2 separate regions of the Mus musculus genome follow, and region 2 is linked to region 1. Evidence: chromatin contacts called from public Hi-C data. All regions are on one chromosome and are shown on one strand. The core of a region is the stretch at or near the end of the contact, and the rest is flanking DNA. Distances in the headings are between cores, read along the strand shown.

The links. A called contact is a pair of places that touch in the nucleus more often than the background predicts.
Region 2: a Hi-C map of Sertoli cells shows a contact between it and region 1, with 2.2 times the contacts expected there. The contact joins two enhancer-like sites. A contact is called at or near these places in 6 of 484 Hi-C or Micro-C datasets (the N1E-115 cell line, Sertoli cells, cerebellar granule neurons and 3 more), 2 of 115 datasets of contacts at active chromatin or transcription factors (neural progenitor cells and oligodendrocyte precursor cells) and 1 of 9 other capture datasets (embryonic stem cells).

What each region holds. Positions count from the first base shown.
Region 1 is chr17:9,832,824-9,839,949 of GRCm38.p6, reverse strand. No RefSeq gene overlaps it. Among named protein-coding and RNA genes, the nearest start is that of 4930452A19Rik, 61 kb to the right of the region's middle. Within about 2 kb of position 2,424, at least 25 of the 459 cell types and tissues checked have an H3K27ac peak or open chromatin away from gene starts, as enhancers often do. A contact at or near this core is called in Sertoli cells, neural progenitor cells and oligodendrocyte precursor cells, where this site is marked.
Region 2 is chr17:10,183,901-10,191,026 of GRCm38.p6, reverse strand. No RefSeq gene overlaps it. Among named protein-coding and RNA genes, the nearest start is that of Gm34972, 41 kb to the right of the region's middle. Within about 2 kb of position 3,221, at least 28 of the 459 cell types and tissues checked have an H3K27ac peak or open chromatin away from gene starts, as enhancers often do. A contact at or near this core is called in Sertoli cells, neural progenitor cells and oligodendrocyte precursor cells, where this site is marked.

The DNA of each region.
Region 1 (7,126 bases), core at 1,175-3,674:
GGGAATTGACTATTCCTGGGGAGAGGGTATGGAGCTCTGAGTTTATCTCCAGGGATAGAGTCTCCATTCTCTTGGCTTTCCTGGCAATGGTCCCCTAAGAGATTTCTAGAAGGTTATGTAGTCAGGGAAGAATACACACACACACACACACACACACACACACACACACACACACACACACACACACAGAGAGAGAGAGAGAGAGAGAGAGAGAGAGAGAGAGAGAGAGAGAGAGAGAGAGAGAACCCGGGTAGGCACTACTTACTTAGTGATGCCATGACCCTTAGGCTGCTCCTAAGCTCACGTTGCTTCCAAGCCTGAGACCTTGGCATTTGCAATAACCGAGTGGAGCCTTGGTTCATCTTCACTTAGTTAATGTGAAGAACATTGAAAGTGGACGTTAGCTCTGATATTCAAGGGGGATGCTCTTTACTGACTGCATCCCTCTGCTGGCCTAGGCATTTGCTAATTCTAACAACAGTCATCATATATGCAAGGTGAAGAGGGTGGGTAGTAGGTGCAACTCCATCAGTCCAGGCAAGCGTGCTAATCCTCCAGCCCCAGACAAGGGAGGGTTACCGCACTCAGCAGCTTCATCTTTGCAGCACAACCTTGTCGTGGTGACAGCCTCCCTGGGGTAGAGCTACCCATTTGACCTTCTCCAGGACAGAGAATTCCTACCAATGTTTCCGTGCAATGCACAGGAGAGCTTTCTCTGTAGCTGTTTACCTGAATGTTCACACTTTCTATCTACATAGAAGCTGAGCCTGAACTAGCCTAATGCTTATCAGAACTACCTTGGCCATCAGCCAATTTTCTTTCCAAATATCTATAAAAATTTATTATATATATATATAATATTTTTCTTTTTCTTTGGTCCTAGGTAGGCATCCAGCGCTTTATATAAGCCAGAAAAGGGCTCTCACACCCAGCTATACGTTCAGCATATTTTCAAGGCTTTAAATAAATGAAATAGAGCCAGCAAGATGGCTCAGTGGTTAAGGTGCTTGCTGCGAAGCCTGAGGAGTTGGATTTGATCCCTGGGATCTCCATGGTCAAAGGAGAGAGCTGCCTTCTGCAAGTAGTCGTCTAACCGCCACATGCAAGCTGCGGCATGTGCAACCCTTGCCCTACCTCTACCACACACACACACACACACAAACATAGAAATAAATAAATGTACTAATGTTTGACTTGAAATGTAAATAATGCTTGCATATCAAAGAAAATATTGAACACAGGGGGCTTTTGTGTTCAGCTGCAGAAGGTTTCCCACTGCCCCACTGTATCTGACCATCTTCTGCTAAAAGCTGCTGCGACTGTCAGAAACTGTTTGTGTTCGTCTTCCCCCAAGAAGGTTAATCAGTGGATTGGAGGACAGATTTGCATTTGGAGGCTGTGGTGGGAGAAGGAGGTCATCTCCTGTGTGGGAGAGACGGAAAATGGAGATGGCATTTGAAGGAAGCAGGGGACCTTGAGAGACAGTTGATGCTTAAACAACAAGATGCAGATATGGAGCTCTGGCATGGGCTGATGTGACTAATGCTGCCCATCCAGGGGGCTATGAATCAGCACAAAATGACTGATACCAGATGTTGTCTAGGGAACCCAAAGGTAAATAAGGATGCCATCTCTTATGAAGTTAACCCTGCAAACTGGCAATTGGCAATGTGAGTGAGATATATACATATACATATACATATACATATACATATACATATACATATACATATACATATACATATACATATACATATACATATACATATACATATACATCATATACATATACATATACATATACATATACATATACATATACATATACATATACATATACATATACATATACATATACATATACATATACATCATATACATATACATATACATATATATATATATATATATATACACACACATATAAATATTTCCTTGATGTCAGAGGTGAGCTCCCCAAACCCATGACAAGCTACAGGCAGCTTCTTCGGCTGTGTTTGTTATTCAGCATGAGGAGCATCCTTGACCAAATCCCTCCCAATTCTGACTAGTTCCCATCAGGAGGAACCCACTGGTGCTGTGACCCTCCCGCCGATTTGTTTACTCTCTATTGCATGGGATTCACAGGTTTGAGGCTGTTTCTCTGGGAGGAGGACTGGGAAAGACTCAGTTCAGTCTTGGGATGCATGCAATGTAGTCTGACAGTCTGACATCCTCATCTCCTAATGAACTGCAGGGATGTCTTTGAAACAGTCCCCAACACCACTCATCATTAGGCAGAGCCTGACAAAACCATTACTGGATGAGATTTTTAAGTGGTCTCTGTAAATTAAGAAAAACACACCCACAATTCACAGGACACAGAGAAATAGCACAGAGCATAGAATGCCCAGAAAGACCAAGGACATTCTAATTTTAGAAGAAAGAGCCCAGTGTCTGAACCCAGGGTGGGGTTGGAATGTGCCTGGGATGAGGTAATGGGTCTCATTCCTGCTGTCTCTCAAAAAGACTTCATATTGCACAGAACTCTGACACCATCTAGCCTCTCTTCTCATCCTTAGGAGACTTTTTTTTTATTGCAATTGATTTCTTGGAACTAATAGAATGAGTTTATAGCAAAAGCGAATCCATAGCCATTGCCTAATGAGCAAGATTCTTTTCCCTGGGGAAGTGGTTCCTGGATCCTTTTTGTCTCACAGTACAAGGGTAGGGACCAAACGTGTTTGACGAGCGTCTTGTCAGGGAGCTGACAGGGTTTACCTCGTGAGATGGGAAGGCACAGGTGCACAGACTCAGTTCATTCCTGGGGGGAATTAACATCTATTTTTAAGCAGTGCTGCGGCATAGGAGTACCATGAACAGTGGGTTTGAATAGAGGTTGGCAGCTTGTCATCCCAAGATAGGCTCAAAACAAAATCAAATTCTCAGCTGAGAAAGTCTCGATAAAATCACAGGAACTTATGGTTACTGGGCACAGACTTGCTTGACACTATGGGCGGGACTTATATATTTTCATTTTTCCTCTCACAAACCCTAAGACGGTACTATTGTTACCCAACTTATAGCTAAAAACCTTGCTGTAGCGCGGTTCCAGACAACCCCCAAAGAACCATATGTTAAAGGCTTACTCCTTGACTGATGCTTTAAGGGGCGTCTTAGTGGAGAGCGGTGAGGTCACTGGAAGTGTGTCCTCATACTGAGTTCTGAGTTTCAGCCTCTTCCTTTTATGGCAGGAAGTGAGGAGTTCTGCTCTGCCACGTACTCATCGCTGGTGGGAGCAACAGACTATAGACCAAAAACTCCAAAATTGTGAGCCAAGAGAACCATTTTGGTTTTGTGCTTTGATTATCTTGGACATTTGTTGTAGTGGCCAGAAGCTATTGACATACTCCCAAGGACAAGCAAGCCTGCCCAGGTTTTCATAGTGGGCTATGGATGTTTTGTGATGCTGTGACTCTCCAGTGGACATTCCTCACAACCAAACTCGGCCGATTCCTAAGCCGCAAGAAAGCAATGCACGGAACCCACGAAATGGGGATGTTCTTACAGAAACCCCTGCTCTCCATTCTACAGGGTTTGGCTTTGTCTTCCTCATTCCCCTCTGGTCCCACTCACAAGCTCAGAGACCACTCTGGAGCTCAGCACTCAACTAATATTGATGGGCTGGAAAGGTAGGAAGATGGATGATAGATGTGGGATGGATGACTGATGAATAGGTGGATTAATGTAGCTCAGTGCATCTTCTACTAAGTCAATCTGCAAGTAAAATTGGGTCCAAAAGGTAAGTAAGATCTGGGAAAACAACGATCCTAGAGAAGGATATGCTACCCTTCAGAAAGCATATACTACCTGCATGTATAAACGAGGAAGGTGATATCTGTGAACGAGATAATTTGAAAGTCAATGTGGGTGATTCTAAACTCCAACCTTTTAATTGGGAGTTGGGTAGAAAGTAAATTAAATAGAGTTCAGTAGTGTGGATGCCTATGTTATAAGACTCCAAAATATGTAATCAGGAAATATCCCAGTACTGACTACATTGAATAGAAATATCTCACTAATGATCATGGATGTCTCTCTTGGGTCTTTGTTCAATTGGACTGAATGTGCTTTGATGGAATGGCTTGCAGTTCCGTGTTCTGGAGTCTCATAGTTCATGTAAAACTCTGCATATGTCATGAGGTCTGAGAAAACCAGCATAGAAAGGAAATTCACTCTCCTTTTGTTCCTGTCTATAAATCATTCTTTCCTATTCTGAAGAGTCACTGCCGGTGTCCCAGCTTCTAACTCATTACGCTGGTAGAAATGTGTTGTTTACTGAGGCAAGCAGCTCTCTGTTCTCAAGGCAGGACATCCTATTTTTGGGAGAGGTCTAACATCTGAGCTCAAGAGCGTAAACTTGGACATCATATGTCTCATTAAAGTCCTGCATGGCTGCAGAAGAGCCACCTGCTCCATTCTGAAGAGGGGGAGGGGCATAAATGTGCTGTGGACCTTGGTCCACAGGTGTGCACAGTAGAACTCGCTCACTCAGGGCAGGGGGGGGGTGTGTGATCTTAGCTTAGGGACATCACCGTTACTATTTAATGTTCTTGCTTTTACAAGACACAACAGAGGCAAGGAGTCAGATTGTTACTGGAGCAGGGACTGCCAACTGAAGTAGTGATGAGGAGTTGCCTAGCTCTTGATGAAGTGAGGCGTCTGTGTGGGTCTCACAGGACATCAGCGTCACCAGAACACATCAGAAGATCTTGGAAGATATAAAGAGCTCTACTATTTCCTCTTGTTAATCATCTAGGAATGTCTCACTATGGCTCTTTATTGAATGTCTGTGTTGTATGGCACAAGTGGGACCCGAAGCAAAAATGGAAGAGTGAAGTGTCTCAAAAACCAGCTGAATTAAAATGAGAGAGTTACACATGGCATCTGAGGAGCTGCATCTGGGCACATTCACACTAGCAAAGTACAATATGTGCTTAATACCATTCAGTCATGAAGGTGGTTCTGGGTCCAAGAGACATACACATTCTGTTGTGATTCACGCAGCTAAGGGTCACTGTATCTCACTCCTATGAGATAAAACAGAATGAAATCTTAAGTTAAAGATTTTTTCCCTTTTATTAGGGCGATGTAAATCTTAAATATAAAATGCATCCAACATCATTTGGCTCTGGAGCTTTCTGATGCTTTAACACTAGACACTGAGAGAGCTTACTGTTGGAAAATAAGGAACTAACACGTGTTCAATGATCTGCAGGCAAAGAGCATTATGCAGAGGGCTTCGCATGACTTATGTAATTCTCAGGCCTGTCTCATGAAAAACAGTTTCGTTCCTCCTATCTAACAGCCAGGTGTAGTCAGAGTCCTATCTCTGAGGCCATGTTTTCTTTAAAAAAAAAAATATTTTTTTTTTATGATCTGAAAATTTTATACATTTAACACAACATGTTTCAATCATCTCTATCCATCATTAGATCCTTGGGTATCTTCCTCATCTTAAATGTCCTCCATTGTTTTTTTGTTTTTGAGAACCTCCTGATTCCAATTAGTGCTGGTCATATATGCATAGGTGTGGGGACTTCCTCTGAGGCTTGTGCTGTAGATTTTATTTAATCTCAATCCTGGGTTACTACCCTGCCTTTGATCATTTAGTTCCTGGATAAAAGATACACACAACCTTTATAGTTACAATAAACCTTAAACAGCACAAGGGCTGGGCAGATGTCTACCCTCTGTGATATTAGAATTTACTTCCTATCAATAACCCTTAGTTTTTACTTACTATGTTTCATCTGGCCTGTTCTTTACTCCAATTGGCCAGCCCTAAGGGCCACATTTTCATGACTCACCTAATTTCTTCTCTCTCCCTGGTGGCTCTCCCCCTGATCTCTCCAAGCCGCCTATGTCTCCTCTGCCTGGATATTGCCTGTCAGCATCTTTACTCACCATTCAGAAATAACTTGGGGATAAGGTCACACAGCGTTACTTGTGTTTACCTGCAGACTCTCTCATCTCTGGGCAACCAGGTCTTGAGGAACCAGTGTTGGCATTAGAATACAAGCTGTATCAGGCCAACCCACTGCAGACTTGGGCTATCTGCTAGCTGAGATGTCCCTGAAGGAGAGTGATCCTCTCTCAGAAGCCAATCACGGTCAATAGCTTCTCTGCCAAGTGACGGGAGATGGCTCTGGTCTTATTCCTTCTCGTGGTGAAAGCCATTCTTTTCTAAATTGTAACTACTGGTCTCCACCTTATTATCTGATAAGACAACTGCTAATTATAAAACCATGGGCAGATATGTGATCGCCAGTCAGCCAATGGCTTCAAGTTAGGTTTTATGTTTTTCTCACTTTTCTTGCATTTTTTGTAAAGTATTCAAGTTGACGTGGAAATTTCTGGTTTCTTTGGAAACTCAGTTATGCCATATGATGTTCTGGTGGGGCAGACAGGTGAAAGAATGTTTTGCTGAAGCAGACACAGGTGAGAGGATATTTTGCTGAAGCAGACACATGAAAGGACAAACAATGTATAGAAAGAGTATAAGTATGACCTCACAGACAGTGGGAAGAGGCCCTGGAATTGGCTCACCTTGCTCTGCCTCGCTAATCTTTGCTGATGATACTCTTATATTGGATCACCTTTCATTGAGTTGCTGATCTTCACGTGTCATGACTTCATAGAGAGCAACTCACCAAAGAACTTCTCGTGATATTCTGGAGGCTTCTTGCTGCTTCCATTGACTTGGGCCAATTGGCCAGCCTAGGAGTTTCCTCTGGATTGAACTGTCATTGCTGGTTCATGAATGGTGTTTGTACTATGGATGGATTAGACTGCTGCTGCTGATTCGTGTTGGGTTTTGCTAGAGGACTGGACTGCTGACAACAAAGACTGAGCAGCCCCAAAGAACTATTCCTAAACAGGTCCACCCTCCTATTTTCTATAAACCTTTCTTTCCTGCTACCTCTGGTGGGTGATGGGCTAAAAGGGAGGTCGAAACATTTAAGAACTCTTTTTAAAGTAGGTTTTGAAAAAATCAAAGTCAACACAACTGGAGGAATATTTTGCATGAAGCTCAGGGATTTTTTTGCTCCTCAAATGCTTAATTTAACTTCTTGTATCTTTCCTG
Region 2 (7,126 bases), core at 1,972-4,471, 350 kb before region 1:
GTTCCTCAGTTGAGACTCTCGGGTGACTCTGGGCTGTGTCAATTTGAAAGCCAGAGCTAAGTAGGACAACCTCACAAGTAAATAAGAATGACAATTTTTTTTTTTAATTCTCATAGGCAGAAAACTAAAGTTCAAAGGTTGATAGCCTAGAATCCTCATATTAGACAGTGGGCTTCATACCCACTATAGAGAGGGGAGGTCAGGGGGGCCAGAGCTCTGAAGCTGTTTACAGCAATGGTTGCAGCCAAGTGGGAGATGGATATTACAGAGACAGAAGTGAAGCATGGTGGGAAATTACTGTCTGAAGGAGACCAATAGCTATTTGGCTTTTATTAAATTATATTCTCACTGACCAGTGCTTCTGGAATACTATATTTGCCTCTTGTGGCCAGCCAGGGCCCAGGAAGGCCCTTGTGTCTGCTGTAGTTTGAGAATGAATGATGAAGCTATAATTGAACTAAGGGTGCTGAGATTGTATAAAAATCTTCCAACAGCTCCAGCCTCCTGAACCCTGTTAGAGTGATTGTCAAGATCTGACTCCTTGGGGTTTCCTCAGTAGCAATTTTGATTTTATCCTGGCCTGTTCTTTATCCCACAGCCTCCTTACTTTTAGCCTCAGCCTCCTCGTTTTTCTGTCTGGCTCTACAGGTATGGCTCTGAACATGTGATTAGCACAGAGGATCCCTGTTCAAGTACAGCATTTGATCCTCGGGCTATAGAGGAATGGAAGGGTGGGTGCTCTTAGGTGGTTCTGTCACCATACCTTGGAGAGAAGGGGATCACAGAGTGTGAAACAGTGCTTTCCGGTCTTAATGAGGAAGGGCATGGGTATGACCAGTGACACCAAGTGTGTAGCTGGCAGGGTAAGATCATTGAACTCAATGATGGTGTCAACCTTAGAGCCATAGACCTTCTAAAGACCTGTTAATCAAATCCTCAGGCTAAGAAGTTGCTAATCCTTCCCAGTCTCCATTAACACAATGCACTCCAGGATGTGCCTCTGAGTGAAGGGAGCCAAGCATCTCTCAGTCCTCTTCCACTCGCCCAGCTGATGGTTGCCTACCAACATTCTGTTGGTAGCCCAAGTCTCCTAACTCATGAAGAACTTCATTAAAGTAGAGTTCTAGCTGCCATATGAGCATCATCTGAGGCCAGCAAGATTCATACTTGGTGATGAGACTGCTGTAACACCAGCTGAGAGAGAGAGAGAGAGAGAGAGAGAGAGAGAGAGAGAGAGAGAGAGAGAGAGAGAGAGAAGAGAGAGATGCTCCCCTCAGTGTGTTCCTATTATCCATGAGCCTCTGAAAATGTGGCTTGCTCAAGAAGGCATTAGAGCTGAATTATCATTTATGTTTGTCACAGGGGTTGAAAGTGTGTAATGAGATTCCAGAGTTAATGTTTTGTACAGAGCACTTAGGAAAGCCAGGATGAAATTGGCTCTGAGTTCTGATGAGGCGTTTTAATTAAAGATAGTGTCTAATCAAGGGTGGAGCAGAGGCTGCTTAGAAAACGTCAGTTCATTGTCCAATCCACTGGTGCGGAGATGGACAGGCAACCTCTGTGGAGATCCTGCTGCCAACAGGGAGGGTGACAGTGAGGAACTATGTTTTGGGAGCAGAAGAAGGGGCTGAGGAACTGTGGGCCACCTTGGGCCACATGTTTGTGGCTGTGCTTGCAGCCTGTGTGTGTCTATGATCATGGCTCTATGAGCATCATACAAATGTCAGTGCTTCTGCCCACAGATCCACATGAATGCTTGTTAATTTGATCTGGTCAGAGCCCCATGTACAAACATCTCCTAGCTGGTGTGTGCAACCCTGTGGACCCACAGTCAACTGGAAGGTGCTTTCTTACATAGGGCTTATATCACTTTTCCCAAAAAGCAAGCACAAGATCTTGCATGCATGAATGCATGAAGCTGGATGAAAAGAGAGCCTCTGTTTCCCTTCTGATGAACAATCATACAAAGAATGAGAAATTAGAGTTCTCCTGTCTGCTGTCTTTTATCCTCTGAAGGGCCACAGCGCATGAGATCCTTCAGAGGTTCAAGGAAACCTATGCCAGCTGGTTGTCACTGATCACAGTTCCCTTCCCTCCTTGCCTTCAGTCCCAGCCCAGAATGTATCCCAGATAAAGATGCTCATGGTTTAGGCTGGGAGGAGTCTGGATAGGTGGGCACACGAGCATGGATCTCCAGTGGCCTTTGCCTTTGAGGCTTCTGGGCCATATTCTAGCAGCTCTCTATCTGCCAGCATTTCAGCAGGAGCCAGAAAACTTCTGCTGTTTTCTCTGGGCCTCACTGGCAGTTTGTTCTTGCAGGGGCTTGGCCCAAACTGAGGGCTGGCAGCCTGGGCTCCCAGCACTCCCTGCAGAGCTACTTAGAGAAAACACATTAATGACACATCGAGCCAGAGTCTGAAGAGGGACCTGCCTCTGAGAATTGATGCATAAATGCCAGGCTAGGCAGGCAGGAGGCACCTGCCACCAGGCACTTGCCTGTATTTCCTTAGTGGAGTGTGGCTGTGAGACCAGGTAAACGCTGAGGGAACTAATTGAGTAAAGTTAGAGAAACAGGCATCATCTCAGAGTTTGCAGCCAGAGCTGGATCTGGCAGAAGTCACTAACACATAGGTTTGAAGAAAACGAACGGTAAGGACTCCCACAGTTATTTAGAAGACAGAACATGCAATTCATTTATTTTTAAAGTTACTGTACATGTATGGGTGTTTGCCTGCTTGTATGTATGCCTGAGTGCCACATGTGTGCTGTGCTCACATGAGGCCAGAAGAGGACATTGGATGCTTTGGAAGTGGAGTTACAAATTGCTGTGAGCCACCACACCCACACGGGTTGCCTGGGATTGAACCAGGGGCCTATGGAAGATCAGTTAATTCTTTTAATTGCTGAGCTGTTTGTCTAGCCTCAAACATGAGGTTCTAGACCGTCTGTGTGATTGGTCCAAGACTGCCTCCAATCAAAATATTCTCGGTTAAGCTTTAAAATGCATTTTTGGTAGACCACGGAATAAGGAATCATAGGGGTTCAGTCTTGGCCTCAAGCCTCTTGTTTGCCCAGATCAGGGTCATTTTACACTGGCATGAGCTAACATGAGTACAGCAATGTCTTTGTGGGTTGAACTTGTAGGCAGAGATGTGGCTCCTGTTCCTAGGTCCCAGTGACAATGGCCTACTGTAGGAGGCAAAGGAACTCTGCTAACCTCCAGTGATTTTCCACTCTGCCAACTCCAAGTGGCTCTCTGGCTCCTGGTGCTCTGTTCTCTTTGTTCTGGGATAGATACTTTGTATACTTTCCTTTCAAGGTTTTCTTTTTCCTTAAAATGCACACCCCCTTGGGACTGGTTGTAGTTTAGCCCTTAAGCACTCAATTCTTCCTGTGAGTTAGGGCCCCCTCCCTCCCTGCCCAAAAGCCTGAGACACAGGCGAGAGGGGCTGAGGGAGGAGAGACCAGAAATGGGGACCCGGTGGAGTTTGTGCCTTGAACCTGTGTGCAGCAGCCTTCCACACATGCTTGTTGTCACGCTCAGGTTGTAGAATTTTTCTCTCTGGAGCTTCAGTCTTATGTTTTAATGCATTCATATAAACCATGTTTTGTCACAGTTTTCTCATTGTTTGAATATAAAGAGCCAAATAATATTTCTCTCTTCATGCATGATAGTCATTAAGATTATTTAGCTGCATTAGTTAATAGCAGTCTGTCATCCAGAAAACTAGTTTGCATTTCATTTGGTGGTGGTGGGGGCAGGGGAAACGTTAATAATTAAATATAATCAATAGTGGAATTATCATTCCAGCAACTCTCTCGACCTGAGAAAGATGTTGTCAATTTGCACTTAGTGCTAATGCCATTTATTCCATTAACGGCCTTTATTTTAACAAGCTTAATCATCTTTATAGGTCTCTCTTCCTCTCCATCCCTTTCCCTTTTTTATTGCTCTGCTCATATAAATGCTTCCACAGTTGAGTGACACTGAAGCAGAGACTGAGTGATCACAGCCTTGGGTATGCCTGCCGGGAGGGCGGTCTCCTACTCATCCATACTTGTGTCCAGCCACACACTTTGCAGAAAGCATATTTGGTTAAAAGCATATAGATCATACTGTCTCTGTGCCCCACCTCCAAAGAACTGTCTCATTTGCAGCCAACTTGTCACCGGTCCTGTCTACTCGTTTGGCTCTTTCTGAAGTCTAGAATGGATGAGTGTTAGATTGAAGGTGCTCAAGAGACTTACTTGGGCCAGCTCCTCCCTGTGACATGGCACTGTGAAACACCACAGCATTATGAAGATTGTGTATATCCCCTACACACACACACACACACACACACACACACACACACACACACACGCACACACACCCCGATTGTCTTTACACTCCTGCTTGTTGGTTCCTACAGCCTCCATTCAAACTATCCTGAAGGCCCAACTCTATCCCATGGGCTCCTCTCCACCTCTGAACATGTGGTCATTATCAGCACTGATGAGGCTAGAGATGCCAAAAAGAAGCTGGGCTCCAAACAATCACTTCCCAAGATGCTTTGCCATGTACCTCCTCTGGATGAAAGGAAGGCCGAACTCTCTGGATCTGTCTCTCTAATATTAGCCTGCTTCAGGTTGTCAAGTTAGTCAGATTGTCTACATTGAACAAAGATGAAACTTCCCTACAATTCAGTCAGTCCTAGAGCACACGTGACCCTTAGCTCCTGACATCTAAGAAGAGTTGACAGCCATGATGCATGCGCACCATCGGCCTGGCAGACACTAATTACAGGTGGACATCCATATCAGGATGGCATAACTCCGGTCTCTGCCTAAAGGGTGCCTTGGAGGAGGGTGCCAGGCAGGACTGCAGCTTCCTGCTGGGTTTCACAAAATGTTCTTTGATAAACCAAATGCAATACAAGAATAAGAATGTAAAACCAAACCCTTCTCTCTGTGACTGGCTTTAATGTCTCAGGTGGCGGTGGCTGCTGCTGCTATAGATGCTGCTGACCTGTTCTGCTCAGTGCAGGCTATTACCACCTCCTTCCTTGCAACATATGGCCTGGATCCTCCCATAGTCCTTCCTCTGCCATGCATACTGTCCCAGTCACTCTTCATGGTGTGAACAGACACCATAATTAAGGCAACTCATAAAAGAAAAACACTTAATTGGAGGGCATGCTTCCAGCTTCAGAAGTTTATTCCATTGTCATCACGGCAGAGAACATGGTGGCATGCATGGTACTTGAACAGTAGCTGAGAGCTACATCCTGATCTGTAGGCCAAATGAAGAGAGGGCTGGCCTGGCATGGACCTTTGAAAACTCAAAGCTCACTTCCAGTGACACAGTTTCTTTGACAGAGACACACATCCTAATCCTTGTAACCCTTTCAAATAGTGTTATTTCCTAGTGACTAAGTGTATGAGCCTACGAGGATCATTCTTATCCAAACCACCACACCTACCTACCCAGCCTCCAGGCCTTTCTAGGGAGATGGAAAGGAAGAAGCCCTCTCATTAGCATATAAAAAGGAGAAGGTTTAGAGCACAGGTTTATGGCTCCTAATCTTTCCCTGTCAGCAGAGGATGGAAGACATGCCCAGCCACCTCTTGTGTTTAGATGAGTTCAGAAAGAACACGTAGTATAAGCAACAGTGTCAACAGGCCAGACCGCCTCCCCCACTACCCCCCAGGTCCAAAGAGTACACATGGAGAGGACCCACGGTGCTGATCACTTATGTGGCAGAAGATGGCCTTGTTTGACATCAGTGGGAGGAGAGGCTCTTGGGTCTGAGGGTGTTCAATGCCCCAGTGTAGGGGAATACCAGGGTAAGAGGATGGGAGTGGGTGGGTGGATAAGCACCCTCACAGAGGCAGGGGTAGGGGAGGTAGGATAGGTGGTTTCTGAAGGGGAGGCCTGGAAAGGGGAAAACATTTGAAATGTCAATAAAGAAAATATCTAAGAAAAGAAAAGAAAAGAAAAGAAAAGAAAAGAAAAGAAGAGAAGAGAAGAGAAGAGAAGAGAAAAGAAAAGAAAAGAAAAGAAAAATGGAGAGAGAGAGAGTTGTTCATCTTGGAAATGAAAACCTTAGAGATTTCGGTTCCAGAAAGTCTTCTTCTGAAGGCAGAAGAAGGCCAAGAGAGTAGGGGAGTCCTATAAACTAAGGGTGTGCGCTCATAAACTAAGCAGTCGGTGCTTTCAGTCTCCATTCAGGAGAACCATGTTGTCTTGAGTGTGTAACACAGTGCATGTGAAGTTGGTGGCTGGATCTGAGCAGGTGGGGTCCAGGATTTGCTTGCTGCAGACCATGATGCTGGTGTGAGAGCAGTGGTAGTTATATCTGTGACAACAACAGAATAATGTCTAATAATAACAAATGGACTATGAAAAATGTCAGAAACTGCCCAAACCTGGGTACGTACACATGTCTACTCATTACTTCATTGACATGTCCCATAGCTGATTGGAGCTGGTCACCTGGAGAGATACCTAAATCTTATCTGCCAGGCCTCAGCTGTAGACTTTGTTCTTCAACCAGTTCCCAGACCGTGGGGTGTCTCTGAGTTGGTGACTACACGGGGAACCACTGTGATCTATGTCAGATCCATGTAACAATTCTCCATGCCAGCAGCCCTCATGTCTGGGTCATCGTTTAAGGAGTTCCATGTTGGATGACTTGCCATTCTCCTGGCAGCGTGAGTCTGCTGCTGAGGTGATGGGCACAGTAGAGTGGTTTGCTCTGGGTTGGATAGGACCTCACTAGACTCAACCAGTAACACTTGGTGGAGGGGATGAGTAGCTCACAGAGTGAGCCCTTCCCATTCCCAGGGTTAGACAAGGTGTCAACAACTGACTGGAGTAGGGCTTTCTGGTCCTCTCTGAGTTACCCAGGGGAACTCATCATGGTTGTGTGACTGCCTGTGAATCTTCCATGCTCCTCGAACCCCCACTAAGGAATATATCCTGTGTGGTCTGTCAACAGAGCTCTTCCTGGAGTCTGTCTGTTTTCTCTTTCTGGAGTCAAAAAAATGTTCCTTGATAACTCCCCAGGAAAAGTCACATGACATCAAATGCTACACATGACCCAAATAGCCCATGAGCTCAGCAGGGGCAGGTTTGTACAGAGTG